Regions from separate parts of the Mus musculus genome. Here region 2 is linked to region 1. A link is a contact called in public Hi-C data. All regions are on one chromosome and are shown on one strand. Each heading gives the region's core, a stretch centred on a gene start, on an enhancer-like site or on the middle of the called end of the contact. The rest is flanking DNA. Distances are from core to core; before and after follow the strand shown.

Evidence for each region. A called contact is a pair of places that touch in the nucleus more often than the background predicts.
Region 2: a Hi-C map of the N1E-115 cell line shows a contact between it and region 1, with 3 times the contacts expected there. The contact joins two enhancer-like sites. A contact is called at or near these places in 1 of 484 Hi-C or Micro-C datasets (the N1E-115 cell line), 1 of 115 datasets of contacts at active chromatin or transcription factors (fibro-adipogenic progenitors) and 2 of 9 other capture datasets (adipose tissue and embryonic stem cells).

Annotation. Positions count from the first base shown.
Region 1 is chr14:77,373,887-77,377,578 of GRCm38.p6, forward strand. All of the region lies in intron 3 of Enox1 (ecto-NOX disulfide-thiol exchanger 1), which reads left to right. Among named protein-coding and RNA genes, the nearest start is that of Gm41217, 4.7 kb to the left of the region's middle. Within about 2 kb of position 2,280, at least 29 of the 459 cell types and tissues checked have an H3K27ac peak or open chromatin away from gene starts, as enhancers often do. A contact at or near this core is called in the N1E-115 cell line, where this site is marked.
Region 2 is chr14:77,622,058-77,625,605 of GRCm38.p6, forward strand. All of the region lies in intron 13 of Enox1 (ecto-NOX disulfide-thiol exchanger 1), which reads left to right. Among named protein-coding and RNA genes, the nearest start is that of Gm52115, 27 kb to the left of the region's middle. Within about 2 kb of position 1,459, at least 8 of the 459 cell types and tissues checked have an H3K27ac peak or open chromatin away from gene starts, as enhancers often do. A contact at or near this core is called in the N1E-115 cell line, where this site is marked.

The DNA of each region.
Region 1 (3,692 bases), core at 1,030-3,529:
TTTCAGGGTAGGCCCCCAGGGACCTATTTCCTTCACCTCCACCCACTTCTTACTTTATACTACCCCTGATAATGCCATCATCTGAATGCTTGGTTCCAGTGGTCCATTGGTTAAATCACAGCCCTCGGCACGCAGACACTTCCCTGAAGTCCATCATCTGTGATCCAAGCCTTCAAGTCAAGAGTCTGTGGGAGACGTTTCATATTTAAACCCAACAGCCAAGCAAAGCAAGCTGGTCTGTGCCAGCCATAAAGAGCAATGGTGCAGGCCTCTTCTATGTAGTATACGCACATTTAAACGGAGTAACAGATGCTTCCACAGAGCTCAAACAGATACCAGCAGATAGGCACACTCCCAAGAATACATTTTTGTATGTTTGTATGCACATGACTGAACCTGCACGCTTGCATGTACGTGGCTGAACATAATATCCTTCATGTCGATTATTTGGAAGGTGGAGCTGGTGAGAATGAAGCTGGAATTTCTTGGCAGGTTTTAATTCTTTTTTTAATTAATTGAAATTTTCTGGTTCTGCCGTGTAGTACTCCTAAGAAAAGCCCTTGGGCATGCTTGACACTCTTGCTGTAGAAATTTTGTGTTTCTCAAAAGCTAGTTCACAATTATCCCGGTCCTATTCATAGGATGTTATGATTTATATTAGAGATCAAACTTCTGGATTAAAACCTGCATCCAACCTGCATTTTGCTAGGCTTGTCCACACAGGATGCTTCTCCCTCCCATGCTGCTCTGCTCGGGTAGGTAGGGTAGGTAGGGTAGGTAGGGTGGGTAGGGTAGGTAGGTGTGGCTCCTTTTCTATGGTTCTCCTCCTGCCAACTCATGTGAGGCTGTGGTGCCAACCCATATGCTCTCTGCAGTTAGGACCCATGCTGTGTTTGTTGTTCATGGTTAGTTACTTGGAATTGGGGTAATTCACACACACCCCTCCCCCAAGCAGCAGCAGGTTTAAGTAAGTACTCATTTCCATGAGATCCATCCACTGAGTTCGGTTGGCCTGCGGACTGCATATTGTTATCCCTGCCCTGCATAAAGTGAAGCCATGTGGAGAACACTGGGTTCCAGCCCTGTTTGTAAAGAGCCAAAGTTAAAAAACAAAAACAAAACAAAACCCTACCAGAAGAGGCCTAGCACTGAAAAATCAAAGTGTGTGTGGCATTGGGGCAGGATAGGGGTTGGGGTGGGGGGACTTAAATAAGGGTGCTTGTGTTTGGAGGGGGTATTTTGTGACCCATGTCCTTTGCATGTTGGAGGGGTCAGCAGGCCAGAGGCCATGTCTCATTGAGAGCCATTGACTGTGCCCTTGTTCTGGCCCAGCTGTTTCTGCAGGCGCTGGCCAGCACACTAGATGTGAGTTCCAAACTTAGCTGAGAGGGAAGTGCAATGTGCTGGCAAAGCCCCTGGTATCAGATTTTTACCCCACACGTGGCATCCTTTTGGTTATAGAAGCCAAGTGGTTTACAGAGATAAGGGCATAAGTCAGAGGGGTGAAAGAAAGAAGAACTTTCTCCTGTTGTGGAGAGAATATAAGTGGTTTTTTAAAAAAAAAAAAAAAAGGAAAAAAAACTTTTATCAAAAGAAATGTCAGTCCTAAAGACCCCATTGGCTGGCTACTGAAAAAGAAGTCTGCTAGTTTAAGTCAAAAATAGGAGCTTCCATATAAAAAATATATCTCTCATTAATCACTATATCTTTTGTTTGACTTCCTATCTAAATTATGCTACCATCATTAATTTAACGCTCATATAAATGTGGGTGTGGAGAAAATATAATGAATGGTCCCGCTCATGTCAGATGAAAAGTTAGAAGTGCCTTCCTGTCACAGAGGCAACAATAAGTCGAGGAAAGTCTGCAGAAGCAGCTAGGGCAAGTGGGTGGCTGATTCATCGTGGTCTGGCAGGAAAGCAGTGAGCTGTCCCTGACACCAGCACAAACCTTGATCCATTCCAGAAACATCCTGGCTCCCTCCGAGCACAGGGCTGAGACGCTGGTCCAGCTTTGCCATGCCTCAAGGAAGCGAGCAGCCTGCTAATCGTTTTCAAATTAACTGCTGCTCGAACAAGGACACCCAGAGGAATAGTTGAGACTGAGGACTTCTCCTTGCTGGTTCAAACAGCGTCATCAGTATTTTGGTCGGTGGTCTTTGTGCTGAAAGTCTCACAGTTTTCAGAAAGTCACTTGCAGAGGAAGATGACCGAGCAAAATTCATACTGAGCTGATCACCTGGCAAAAGATACTATGTAGGCTCTTTGAGTGGTCCTCTGGGCCGTTCAGCTCCAGGCTGGTTTTCCAGCACCCAGAACGGACCACAAGCACAGCCATCCAAGCAGCATGGCACGTATGTAGTTCTCACGGGGGCGGGATGTCTCCTCCCACCACTTCCAGCTTAATTCTCGTGATATATTGCAGTAGGCTACCTGACTTCAATTGTCCTGAACTTTATAATTCGGGAGAGAGAGAAAGTGTCGATGAATGCCAGTGCTGACTAGTTTAGATCCAGCAGCCATGGACTGATTCTTCTCGCCATTCTTGACTTCCCGAACCTCTAGCCACAAAACAAGACTTCCGATTTGAGCCTTGTCCTTAAGGCTGCCAAAGGCAGCAGGTGCTTGGCTGTGAAGTGACTTGGGAATCGGCCATTCCCAGTGATGGATGAGGCAGGCTGGGTGCTGCACCTGAAAAGGAGCAATGACCCCTTCTTTTCCGCCGCGTCTCCTCCCACGCAAGAGACCTTGTCTACATCGTCAGTCATTCCTGCTCTTGCTAGGGAGTTCTTTTCTCAAAATACCCATCCTGCTGCATTCCCTTCCCTAAAGGGGTGACTTGCTTCTTGCTCTTCTGAAGGCCACTTCCTATGATAAGCAGACGTCCTGTGAGTCGAAGAGTCATTTAGGCGAGCACCCCCCCCACTCCAACCCCGAATCTTCTCTTGGTCACAAGTGAAGTCTCATTTGACTACACTGCCTGTTCAGGGACACAGGGCTGGAATAGCATTCACAGGACTGTGCATGCTGCTTCCATCCTGAGAAAGAAGTTTGAGGCTTGAGGCTCAGAAGGTTCCGCCACTGTCCTGGATGTTGGGGGAAGAGCCACCCATCATCTGTGTCGTCAATTCTCTCTCATTTGGGCTATGTGCTTCCACGAGCTTCTTGTTCTGATTGAAGTATATGTCCCTGTCTCCCCTTATCTCCTCAAATCACAACCAGCCAGTTCTCTAACCACCTCCTTCCTGTGAGTCCTTCCCAGACATCCTAGATTATAATAGAGAAGTCTTTTGTAAATCAACCATGTCCCCCTCTGTTGACACATAAACATCGGTGGCCCTTCTGTTGGTCACCCTTTATACCACAAGCCAGATCTTTAGATAGTTAACTTTTGATGTGTATTTGCCTTTCTTAAGATTGTCAGGCTTTTCTGAGACTTCTGGGCACTTTTAAAAACATATAATTATCATCAAGCTTGTCTAATATTTAAGTGCTTGAAAATATTTGTTCAACTAAAAAAACAAAAGCCTTAATTAATCACAAATGAACACTGCCAGTTGTTAGGAAGCTGTGAGTCTTCTAAACACATCTTGAGACCAGAGCTCTTACTTCCCAAGGTGGGGGGGGAGCCGCAGTAAATTAAAATCCCAAGAAAAACTATTCTAATTAAACACCGCAAGTACAAAGCAAAAG
Region 2 (3,548 bases), core at 209-2,708, 250 kb after region 1:
AACCTAACACCTCCTGGAGCCAGGCAGGGGCTTGTAACAGCAGTCTAAATTTACATCTACTGGAGTGTCATTTTATCGACTCTTAGTATCTCCTTCTGACAGGATGTTAAAATATGTTTTCAGCTCCAGTTTGGGCAAAATTAACACAGAATGTCTTTGGAGTTTAAGGGTAGTCTTCACAACTTCTGGAAAAAACTATCAGAATAACTCTGGAAGGGGTTAGATGACAGAGTCTTGGTGAGTTTGTAGATTCCCTCAAATTAGTCACTGATCTCAGCCTTTACTCTGTAAGCAGTAAGTGGAAAAGCCTGATTGTGAAATGGGAACCAGTTCTTAGCTGTGCCAGCAAGGGCTCGCTCACCTGGGATTTTAGGAGATGCTCAAAGAAGATGCTGTCAGCACGTTAGCTCACCACCCTCACCTTAAGAGCATCTAGCAGTTTTTAAACACAAAGCTATTGTTCACTATATATTGTTCAAAAACAAAATATAGTCCTGTAAGGAAGGCAAGTGGCTAAGGATGAAAATACAGTTGTTACAGTGCTATGGAAAAAATTTCTAATTTTCTTTTGTCCTTCTATGTAGCACAACTGTATATTGTAGTTTGTAAATCCCAGTAGATTCAATTTTACATTATTTGGGTCTTTTAAAAACCTTCATATATGTTAATGACATAAAAAAATACAGAGCGCCGGGCGGTGGTGGCGCACGCCTTTAATCCCAGCACTTGGGAGGCAGAGGCAGGTGGATTTCTGAGTTCCAGGACAGCCTGGTCTACAAAGTGAGTTCCAGGACAGCCAGGGCTATACAGAGAAACCCTGTCTCAAAAAAACAAACAAACAAACAAACAAACAAAAAACCAAACCAAACAAAAAATACAGAGCAAGTATATGTTCTGCATTGGCTTATGAGCTGCTTCTCCTGAATCATTGGGAGGTGAGGCTACCGTGAGTCTTTGGTCACAGTAAACACCTGGAGGTTCTTGAGGCCTGATTCCTGGCACACCCCTCCCAAGACCATGGTTCAGACCCATTAAATGTGAATGTGGCCGAGAAGCTGTAGCTGTGTAGGCCAGTTACTAATGAAAAGTTCATATCCATTGATTTTCTTCTGTGTCTCTCCATCTAAAATCTTAAAAGGGTGGCTTCCAGGCTGTCAATAAGAGTGGGACATTGGCCAAAGGAATCAATATGACACCATATTAGAGCGTACAGTTCCTAACATTTTAGCACTGGGATGTGCTGACAGGTATCAGTGCCCTCATCCCCTTCTGCTTTGAGGTTCCATTGTTCATCTAAGTACAGTTGGTGGCATCAAGTTATTAGACCCGGACCAGACATCATCCTGACCAGGTAACCACCTACTAATGAAAAAGGGACTTGAAAGAAGTGACTATTTTCTTCCTCTTCTTCAGAAATCCCCCTTGCCATCACATACTTATCTTGTACTTCGAAGCCCTGGCAATTGATGTTTAAAGCAGCCTATTAATTGTTATTACATGAAGTGTTCCATAGCTTTGAGATGTTTCCCTTGTACATCACTGAGTAGTTCTGATACTTGGAACAGACTCATGATCAGTAGCTGTGCTGCCCCGTCTAAGGATGCAATGTGTCAAACCTACTGAGAAGTTTTTTGAGGAAGAAAACTTTTTGATTTAAACTCCAAACATTAGCAGAGAAGTAGAAAGAAACAGATCTAAGGCAACAGTTGCAAGGCAGAGTGTTAACCACAGTGCATCCAGCAGGACATTGTAAGTCCCACAGTGAGTCTTTCCTGGGTCTCCAGTGTCTGTGTCCCAAAACCCTGGATTTCCACCTGGGCTGCCTTGAGTCTGCATAGCTTAAGGCAGTTGTATACATTCCCATTGCCCAGAATTACTTTAAGAATTTTAAATATCTCATTATATTATTATATACACTATACTAGACTATTGTTTAATGCTATATCAGATCAGACTTGGGAAAAGAATCATGACTGAGAGATTTTAAATGGCACAATAGAAAGTTCTCAGAATAGTTGCCAAGTGATTAAAAACACTTACAAAATGGCATATGTGAACAACTCCAAATACATGCTTATATATGCATTATGTTCACAATTTATATGCTATGAGGAGATCTATAGGGAAATGGGTGAAAATATTTAGTATCTGTAAAAGATTACAATTTGTTTTTTTTTCTTTATAAATGATTTTTGTTCTTTCCTCTTTGTGTACTCTGAAAATGACTATGAGAGGCACGTGTGTTACATTAATAATACTGTAATGAATATTGACTTTTACATTATGAATCACAAAAAAGTTAACCAGGTATCAGGCTCAGTACTGGACCCAGCAAACTGTTTTTAAGTCCATTCTAACAAAAATAACTGTTCAGGAAGTTGTCACCATCCCTCGTCTGCTTGAGTGCTATTTCCTTGGAGAGTCTACTATCTGGGTGTAGGCAGAAAGAAGAAATGATTTGAAGAAATGCTAGGGGTGGATGAAACACACACACACACACACACACACACACACACACACACACACACACACACAGAGTCACCGCCAGTGCTCTGTCTCCTAAGTCTCTGGAGCAATAACGGGAAAAGGAAGGCTACTCTGAGCTCTGAGCATGCGCGAACCCTCAATGGCGGACCTGAGCTGCCATCCTCATCCTCTTCGGCTGCCCTTTGATTTCTCATCTTTTTTCCCCCGCCCCCAGGGCCCGGGAGAGCCCACAAGGCCATCAGTGTATTGATTCAACATCTAATTTCAGGGCTTATTGAAGTGCCTCTCCCTGTCTCCCTGCTCCCAGGGTTTTTCTTTATGAGATATGCCTCTAAATATATCTTAAAAATAAAAGTCTGAGGGAGAACACACGTGGCAATATCAATCTTACTGCAGTTCCCACACTCAGGGCAGGCTGGCGCTGGAGGAGGTCTTGAGAGCAATATGTTTCCCTTCTCCCCAATATTCTGAATCTAATAAGGACCAAATATTGAGTCTTTGTGCCCCCAATAATAAGCTGAATTGTTTAATAAATATAAGAAGTCAATAATGGATCTTGTTGAGTTACTGTAATTATGAGTCGTGAGGTGAAATCTGATCTATTTGGCCTAGTCTTTGCAGGGCAAGACATGAGCTTTCTTTCTTGTCGTAGTGACTTACTGACCAGTTTCTATCTTATCTTCATACCGGATTCTTCTAGTATGGTTTGTGTAATTCTGGAAACCACGCCTTTCCCTGGCCTCAGCTCCTTGCCTCTGTGAATTATCTTACGCATTGTCACAATACAAAGCAGTGACAGATTTAACAACATTTACTGAATCCTTACAGTGTGTCTGGGACCAGGGCTTTTGTCTGGAAGTGCCAGATTAAAGGGGAAATTACTAACGTCGTCTTATAAGACTAATTAAGACTCGGTCCCTGAAGTGAAAGTATTGCTCATAAATTCTAGAAAATCTTTACAGCCTGTTGTCAGTCCTCCCTTCCCTAGGAGAGAATCCACACAGTTGTGCTTTGCTGTGCAGTCACAGTTACTACCAAAAGCCAGCCGAGAAACGGGGAGC